2 separate regions of the Hordeum vulgare genome follow, and region 2 is linked to region 1. The links are chromatin contacts, called in public Hi-C maps. All regions are on one chromosome and are shown on one strand. Each heading gives the region's core, a stretch centred on a gene start, on an enhancer-like site or on the middle of the called end of the contact. The rest is flanking DNA. Distances are from core to core; before and after follow the strand shown. Region 1 holds the start of LOC123401803 (serine/threonine-protein phosphatase PP2A-3 catalytic subunit). Region 2 has its middle 130 kb from the start of LOC123402048.

Region 1 (3,828 bases), core at 744-3,243:
CATGTAAATACGTCTAGAAAATACATAGATTATAACTACATCATACCAAGACTATGCTCGTTGTTTTCTACTTGGTTACGCATAGCAGAAAAAATCATCAACAATCTCATGCCCACGTGAATTCAGCAACACATTTAGGTGGATTCTACTCCTTTTTAATGTTATGCAATAATAACTAGAGTTCCAGTAACGAGACAAGCTGCTTTCTAAATTCTAAAGGTCGATCATTGTCATAGCCATAGTGCACCAGATGATACTTGATGTAACAAAATACATCTCCAAGATTTAGTCAGTTACACACAGTTAAATCAGGATCAAACAGGCTAGAAAAGATCAAAAGATTACATGGTGAATGTCATCACTTGATAGTTGTTACTCCCTCCGTAAAGAAATATAAGAGCGTTTAGATCATTGATAGTTGTTACTCCCTCCGTAAAGAAATATAAGAGCGTTTAGATCACTAGTGATCTAAACGCTCTTATATTTCTTTACGGAGGGAGTACTTCATATGAGGAAGTACTCAATAAAAAGGAACTGAAATCAGCAATCCAAGTCTACAAGGGCATAAACTCACACTTGCGTGATTTGTCTGCTCTCATGATTTCCTCTCAATATCGTAATTCTGTCTCTGTAGCGAACTTTCAAAGCCACTAACAGCGAAACAGTCTCCACCGAATAGTAGCCACGATCTGCATTAAGAGCAATATGATAGATTTATCAATACCGTGAATGGCACGAGATGGAGTGCATCTAAAACTACAGATGGGAAGATGAAGAAAAGGCTCGAATTGGATTTCACTTTTATCATTCCAACAGACAACAAAACATGATGTCGGCTATCAACACATAATTGGCAACAAAATTATACTCCCTCCATCCCAAAATTCTTGTCTTAGATTTGTGTAGATATGAATGTATCTAGTCACGTTCTAATATTTTGATACATCCATTTCTAGACAAACCTAAGGCAAGAATTTTGGGACGGAGGAAGTATATATTTACGTCTTGAGGAATTTTTTGAGATCGAACAGAGACGGTGTGAACCTTTTTTTGGTCATTTTCAAGCACCTGGTATCATTTAATGAGAATTCTTAACTTGTTCCTACCTACAAGCCTACAGCCTTTATAGTGGTATCTACGAGAACCTAAAGATAGGACTCGCACAAAATCCTTGTAAGCTAGGTCACACAAAACCTAAGACACATAACCAGCACAGGATACCGCCATGGGAGCTAGAGACGTAAAATAGAAGCTACATACTTTGTGCATACTAATAACCAGCACAAACGTCTGGAAACGAATTCTCCCGACAAGAAAGAACCGCCGGCTGGATTCCGTGTAGGATCTATAAAGAAGCCATATTTTGCCGCAACAAACCCTAGAGGTCGACAAAATATCGAGCGTTGAAAGGGCAGCCGCCCGCACGCACGCGAGAGGCAAAAGGAGGCGAGGCGGTGGGCGACGGCAGAGGACGTACCGACGTAGTCGCCCATGAAGAGATAGTTGGTGTCGGGCGACTCGCCGCCGATGCGGAAGAGCTCGATGAGGTCGTAGAACTGGCCGTGGATGTCGCCGCAGACGGTGACGGGGCAGCGGACGGGCTGCACGTTCCACTCCTCCATGAGGATGGCCTTGGCCTGCTCGCAGAGTCCCTTGACCTCCGCCTCCGGGAGGTGCTTGCACTCCCGCAGGTGCGCGATCTGCCGGTCCAGATCCCCGTGCGGCGGCATCTCGGCCGCTGGCACGGAGGCAGGGGCGGGCTCGGGCGCGCAGTCGGTCGCCGGCGAGGAGGAGGGAGTGGCTAGGCCGGGGCTAGGGTTTGCGGGGGATCAGCGGAGCGGAAGAGGGGGAGGTGTGGAGCAGCTCATGCCTCCATTTTTCGCTTTGTTTTATACGAAGCGAGATTTTCCTTCGCCTCCGACACTCGCAGGTACGCCTGCGATGCCTGCCTGGCTTGCTTTGTGCTGTTCTGCGAATTGGTGGTTTTGGAATGGGCGGAATGTAATTGGGCCAGCAAAAGGAAAGCTGAGCTGGTCAAAATGGCTGGTATGCATTGCCGAGTTGCCCACCACGAGACTTTTAGGGTTTTTATCTCTTCTAGGTGGCCACCCCCGGAATTCGGTATCCGTCCTTCTAACCTCCCGTGTCTATGTCTACTCCCGGACTTGGGCTGGTCAAGGGGATCGTTGTGATCCTTTCCCGGCCTTGGACTCGGGGCAACGTTTTTGATCGAGAGGAGAGGGACGTGTGGTGACAAGATTGGATCGTGTGGAGATGGCTGACCGCTCTCGAACGCAGAACAAATCCAGCAAAGAAACAACGGAGGAACCCGCCTCACCCTGCAGGAGGAGGACGAAGACGACTGTGTGGGAGGAGAAACTTCCAGATCTGATGGAGCGGACGAAGTGGCTTGCGATTGCTGTGTTCATACCCCAAAAACTTTCAGTCCTAACGCTTTGTACGGTGACATGTGGGCGGCCTGGAACACTACAAAACCAGTGTCGCGGCGGAAGATCAAGGAGGAACTCTGCACGACTCAATTTTGGTGTCTGGGGGACTCGAAGAAATACATGTTCGAGGGGCCTTGGCTGTTTAGAGACCACGCATGGTCTTGCAAGAATATGATGGTTTCAAGAACCCTGATACGTTCAAGCTTGACAAGTTATCAGTTTGGGCACAAATCCACCGGCTGCCGGAAAAATTCCTCATAGAGCCGGCAGTAAAAAGGCTTGGCGTCGTGTATCGGTGAGGTGAAAGAGATTCAGTTGAAGTTGTCGGCAGGTTCTTCGGAGAATTTGTTAGAGTCAAGGTTAAAATAGACACCAATGCCAAGATCAACCGATTTGTTACTCGTAAAAAAGGGGATGAAAGGATTAAGTACCAACTAAAATACGAGAAGTTGCCCACCTTTTTGTTACAATTGTGATGAGTTTGGTCATTGGCATGAGGAGTGTAGAGATGGTGAACATGATGAATCCACCTTTGAGTGGGGCCACTTCCTCTTTGCTAAGAACATGCGTCTAAGATCATCCAGGCAAGGAAGCAATACCACTCCACGAGGTAGGGGAGGACCATGGATGGGGGGCGAGGGAGAGGTCGTGAGCCCTATAACCCCAACCAGAGCTGGCATTTTAATGCAAGGTAGCAGCACACATAGGGGACAAGGGGACATTAGTCGAGAACCCAACCATGGCTCAGATGGTAGTGGGGGTGATAGATCCCAACCAGATGTCAAACAAGAGGCTCTCTGTCGAGAATAATGCGGCTTCTTGAGAAACAATCATGGCGGGGGCCGATGTGGCAAAGAAACTAGTTGTTGTTGTAAGGGAGGAGCCTTCCCTGGTTCCCCCACTACCCCTTGTATATGTTTCGCCAAGGAAAGAACATAAAAGGCCAAAAAAGGTCCAAAGGAGGAGCCGGCGGGGTCACTGATAAATTGACATCACTAATGCATCATCGGCGGGCTCCCTCGAGGAGTGTCGCCGCGCACAATGAGTATCCTAAGTTGGAACTGTCGTGGCGCGGGCAACGTCGCGACAGTTCGAGAGCTTCGCGATTTTGCGAAGATGTTTGCCCATAGCCTCTTATGTATTGTTGAAACTCAAATTGAAAGGACAAGGGTGGAAAGTTTAGCACGAGCTATTGGCCATGATAATGGCTACGCTGTAAGTAGCCAAGGTAGAAGTGGAGGTTTAGGTTTGTTTTCGAACAATCCAATAAAAGTTGAAATTTTGGGCTATTCTGTCTATCACATAGATTGTTGTGTTGAGGAACTGGGGGTTGCCCCATGGAGATTGACATTGTTCTACGGAGAGGCACAAACCCATC
Region 2 (3,737 bases), core at 249-2,748, 370 kb after region 1:
GAGAGAGAGAAGGCGCGGTGAGAGAGAGAAGGCACGGGGGGATAAGGCAGGTGTATGGGGTTAGCCTCTTTGCCCTCAGCCAGCTGTCGGCAAAGACAGCCGTTAGTCTTTGCCCTCAGCTGGCTGTCGGCAAAGAAGGCCCCCGTTTTTTTTCTGGCCGAGGCGGCGACTGGGTTAGCCCCTATGCCGTCAGCCTTCCTATGCCGACCGCTTTTTTGTCCTTTGCCGTCAGCTGGCTACCGGCTTAGATAAAGCGGACGGCATATATTTTATTTGCCGTCAGCTCCTCCTATGCCGTCATCATTTATTTTGGCTAAGGGCAAAGTCTCTTTGCCGTCAGCCCCGTAAAATTGCTGACGGCAAAGCTTAAAGCTGTCGGCAAACTAGCAGATTCCAGTAGTGTATATGAGTAGTTGCTACCAATCTTGCAAAATTTTATTAACATAAGTTTTTGGTCCCAAAAATTTAAGATTTTTTTTCATAGGAAAATGAGTTTCTTTAGGAGGAGTACTTCAAGGAGACGTACTTCTGGTGTTTCGTCGAGCGGAAGTTGTGTGTGACACGCATATGCTGAACCAAGAACAAGCTTGACTATCATTGGAATGTCAAGTCATGCTGCTGGCCAAGTGATGAGTTCATGAGAGGTGCATAATAAATGGAGATATTACGTTTATCACAGTGAATCGCGAGAGTACAATGCAGTTGTGGAGGCTGCTCACTTGGCTCCAAAGGTGGCGCGGAACACCGCTACAAGCTATCACTTTGATTACTACCGAGACCAGTCGTGGTGATGTAACAGCCCGAGAGCGAAGCTCCAAAAGATTCCCTTTTTATTCCGTTCCCGTCGTGTGATTAGTTTGTTTGTCGCATTCATCTTCGCATCAGTCCCATCATCCGCATTGCATCGGCACTTCGTTGACGTGTGTTTTCAAACTTGCATCCGTTAGTTGTTACCGGTTCTCTCCGTTATCGACGATGACCGTTTTGAGTCCACCTGCACACGCACGCGATCACGCCACCATTACAATATTGTTTTTAAAAGTGTGTCTCAAATATGCTTGGATTAGGTTGAAACTTGGCGTTCGTTTGAATACCCGAACGGTCGACCGTAGCGGCATCGTCATCGATTTACCATCAAACGTTTTTTCGTTGTTTAAGAATCTTGTGCCGGGCCGCAACCTTTCCCTCTCTTTTGGCACAACCATCTCTCCACAACCCACTATCCTACCCAATCCTAAAGCACAACCGGTGCCTTCCGATCGAGATCTGACAGACCAAAAATGATGCAAAACCCCCTCATATCACCCACCTGCTATATATAGCAATGCAATCCCTAACCAAACCTGTCCAAACCCTAAAATTTAGGCAAGCTGTCCCATCCCTAGCCGCCGCCGCTCCACTTTCTGTGCACAACCAACCAACCTCCACCATAGAACCATCCAACCCAAGCCACCAGATCTGATCCAGCCCACCTTCGATCCTGACCATCGGATTCGAGATCCGACGGCCGAAAGTGCATCCAGCAGCACAGTCAGCTCCAGATCGTGAGGAGCCTGAGCTCTGCCATGTGCAGCCGTGGCCTCGCCGCATTGCCTCCTCAGGTCGGCAGCCGCCTGAGCCACGGGTGCGTCCGCAACTGACGACCAGGACGAGGCCGACCTCGTTGCCCTCTCCTCCTCTCCTTTCCCCTGTTTCTATTATCCCCGCCTCAAGATCTTGCTCTTCTTCCTTCAAGCAGGCAGGAAGGCCATGGTCTCGTGGACTTGGCCCGCGCACAGCCGTTCGTTGCCGTGAAGACCCAGGCCCCGTCGCTCCTGCGGGTCCTTCATCGGAACCGTGCCGAGCTGATGTTCCGTGCAACGCCATGAGCCGCCTACAGACCTTCTGCCGCGCGCATCCTCGCCCGTCTCAACCATCCTCACTTCGAATCGGAGCTCCCTTCCTTGGGGAATGGGTGTCCTGCCTCCGGATGTGGCGGATCCCCCGCTTCCCCGCCGTCGCCCGTCGCCGACAGCCGTGCGCCCAGGACCTCCCCAACGAGCATCTTCGCCGCATTTGTCCGCTCCTCTATTGGGCCCGTGCACTCGTGGAGTAGAAGACCCGCTGCTATATTAGAATTATGAGGTAATAGCACACCAGGTCCTAGAACTTGCACTGGATGTGATGATTTGGTTCTAAAACTTGCAAAGTGACCCTATTTAGTCCCAAAACTTACAACTCATGTGCAAATTTAGTCCATAGCCAATTAGAACGTGCCAACTGTAGGGTCACTCTGGTCGTTTTGCACACAGCCCTGCGTTTGAAGCCAATTAACTCTCTCACCCTGTGCAAAAAGCTGATCCGCCTGGCTGCTGCGCGGTCAACCGGTTGGGAGAGAGCTGTAGATGCATGCACGTCAAGTGCAGCCTCCAGCCTCGTCTGGAGATCCGCGATCTGACCACAAAACTCCTTCTTTCTGCCCTGGATTTCGTCGTTCCTGCATGCAGCGCAAGAAAGGAACTCGTCCAGGCAGTCCTCGATGTCAAGTGAATAATCCGTCCCTACATAAAACGCTACAGAACTCCTATGAAAGTGAAGAAGGTGCATGCAAAACCAAAAGGAAACTTCGTAACTACTTGACAGAAATCTTATCCATTTGGGTTTGTAACTTTGTATACAATACCAAATAAGAAAGGTGACCGAAAAATCACTTCATACAAGTGACCGAAACAACATTGAACAAAAAAAATGACATTGTTTAATAAGAAGGTGCCGCCGAAATGTAAAATGCTGCAAAATAATCCATGTAAAAAGACCGACAATTTCTTACTAAGAGCAGGCTGTCACATTGCTGCTCTAATTCTGAAACTGCATATTGTTGGAAGTAGAGATCGTAGAGAGAGTGGCGAGATCACGATTGCAGTGAGGGAGAGGGTTTTGCGTTGCGAACACTGCAGCTTTTCTGTTCTCGTTTCTTTTATTCAGAGCTACAACGAACTTCCTGAAAGTAAGGGAAAAACTAGCGAGGCCCGAGTCACGATCGCTGCCATCCCAGCGATCCTCGCGCGTCGCACGTCTAACGGCCTCGACCATCTACTTCGTGCCATCGCACGATCAAGTCAAGGCCGTGATAACAGCTAACAACCTACGGCTGAGGCGCAGCTCGGTTATTCTAACTGACAGAAAGAAAACGACTGACGAAACTGACGACTGTCGAAATGACGAAAGTTCGACACTTCTGAACTTCTTCTTCTTCAGCAGCTGTTAGAGCCAACACATATGAGTGATATGCATGAACTCTCAGCACTGTACTCGAAATACATGGATCCTTGAATCAGTGAGGCTGCTAGCTAAGCATATCATACTCTGTTCCATCCTTCTACCAGCCATGCCCATGTAACCTACAGTGCTATGACTCTAAACCCTGATGGTATGAACACCTCCAGCTATAAGTTGCTAACAGTAGTGACACATTGTACACAAGGCCCATTTTACAGTCGACCACCCATCCCGAAGCCCGATTGCCTGCTTCTTCATCCATGCATTAAATCTCCCAAAATTCACCTTCATTCATGGCTTCAATGTACGGCCGATCGATGATCAATGGCAAGAAAAAATACTACACGAAATTCCTCATCTACACATAAAGTTTCAGAGAGAAGACCAGTTAAGAGAATTACTCGTCGTCACGAGCGTCTCCGCCTTGCGTGCAAGAGAATTGATTGGCGAGGCGAGGCGAGGTGAGGTGGGCGCTTACG

What was found. Hi-C and Micro-C count contacts between places; a contact is called where the count stands out from the background.
Region 2: a Hi-C map of seedling shows a contact between it and region 1, with 3 times the contacts expected there. The contact joins the enhancer-like site here to the promoter of LOC123401803 in region 1. A contact is called at or near these places in 1 of 6 Hi-C or Micro-C datasets (seedling) and 1 of 1 datasets of contacts at active chromatin or transcription factors (embryo).

What each region holds. Positions count from the first base shown.
Region 1 is chr6H:193,850,743-193,854,570 of MorexV3_pseudomolecules_assembly, forward strand. LOC123401803 (serine/threonine-protein phosphatase PP2A-3 catalytic subunit) reads right to left here and starts at 1,994. Exons shown (of 6, transcript XM_045095651.1): 1 at 1,478-1,994; 2 at 575-689. The coding sequence starts at 1,730.
Region 2 is chr6H:194,221,788-194,225,524 of MorexV3_pseudomolecules_assembly, forward strand. No RefSeq gene overlaps it. Among protein-coding and RNA genes, the nearest start is that of LOC123402048, 130 kb to the left of the region's middle. Within about 2 kb of position 1,499, at least 3 of the 3 cell types and tissues checked have open chromatin away from gene starts, as enhancers often do. A contact at or near this core is called in seedling, where this site is marked.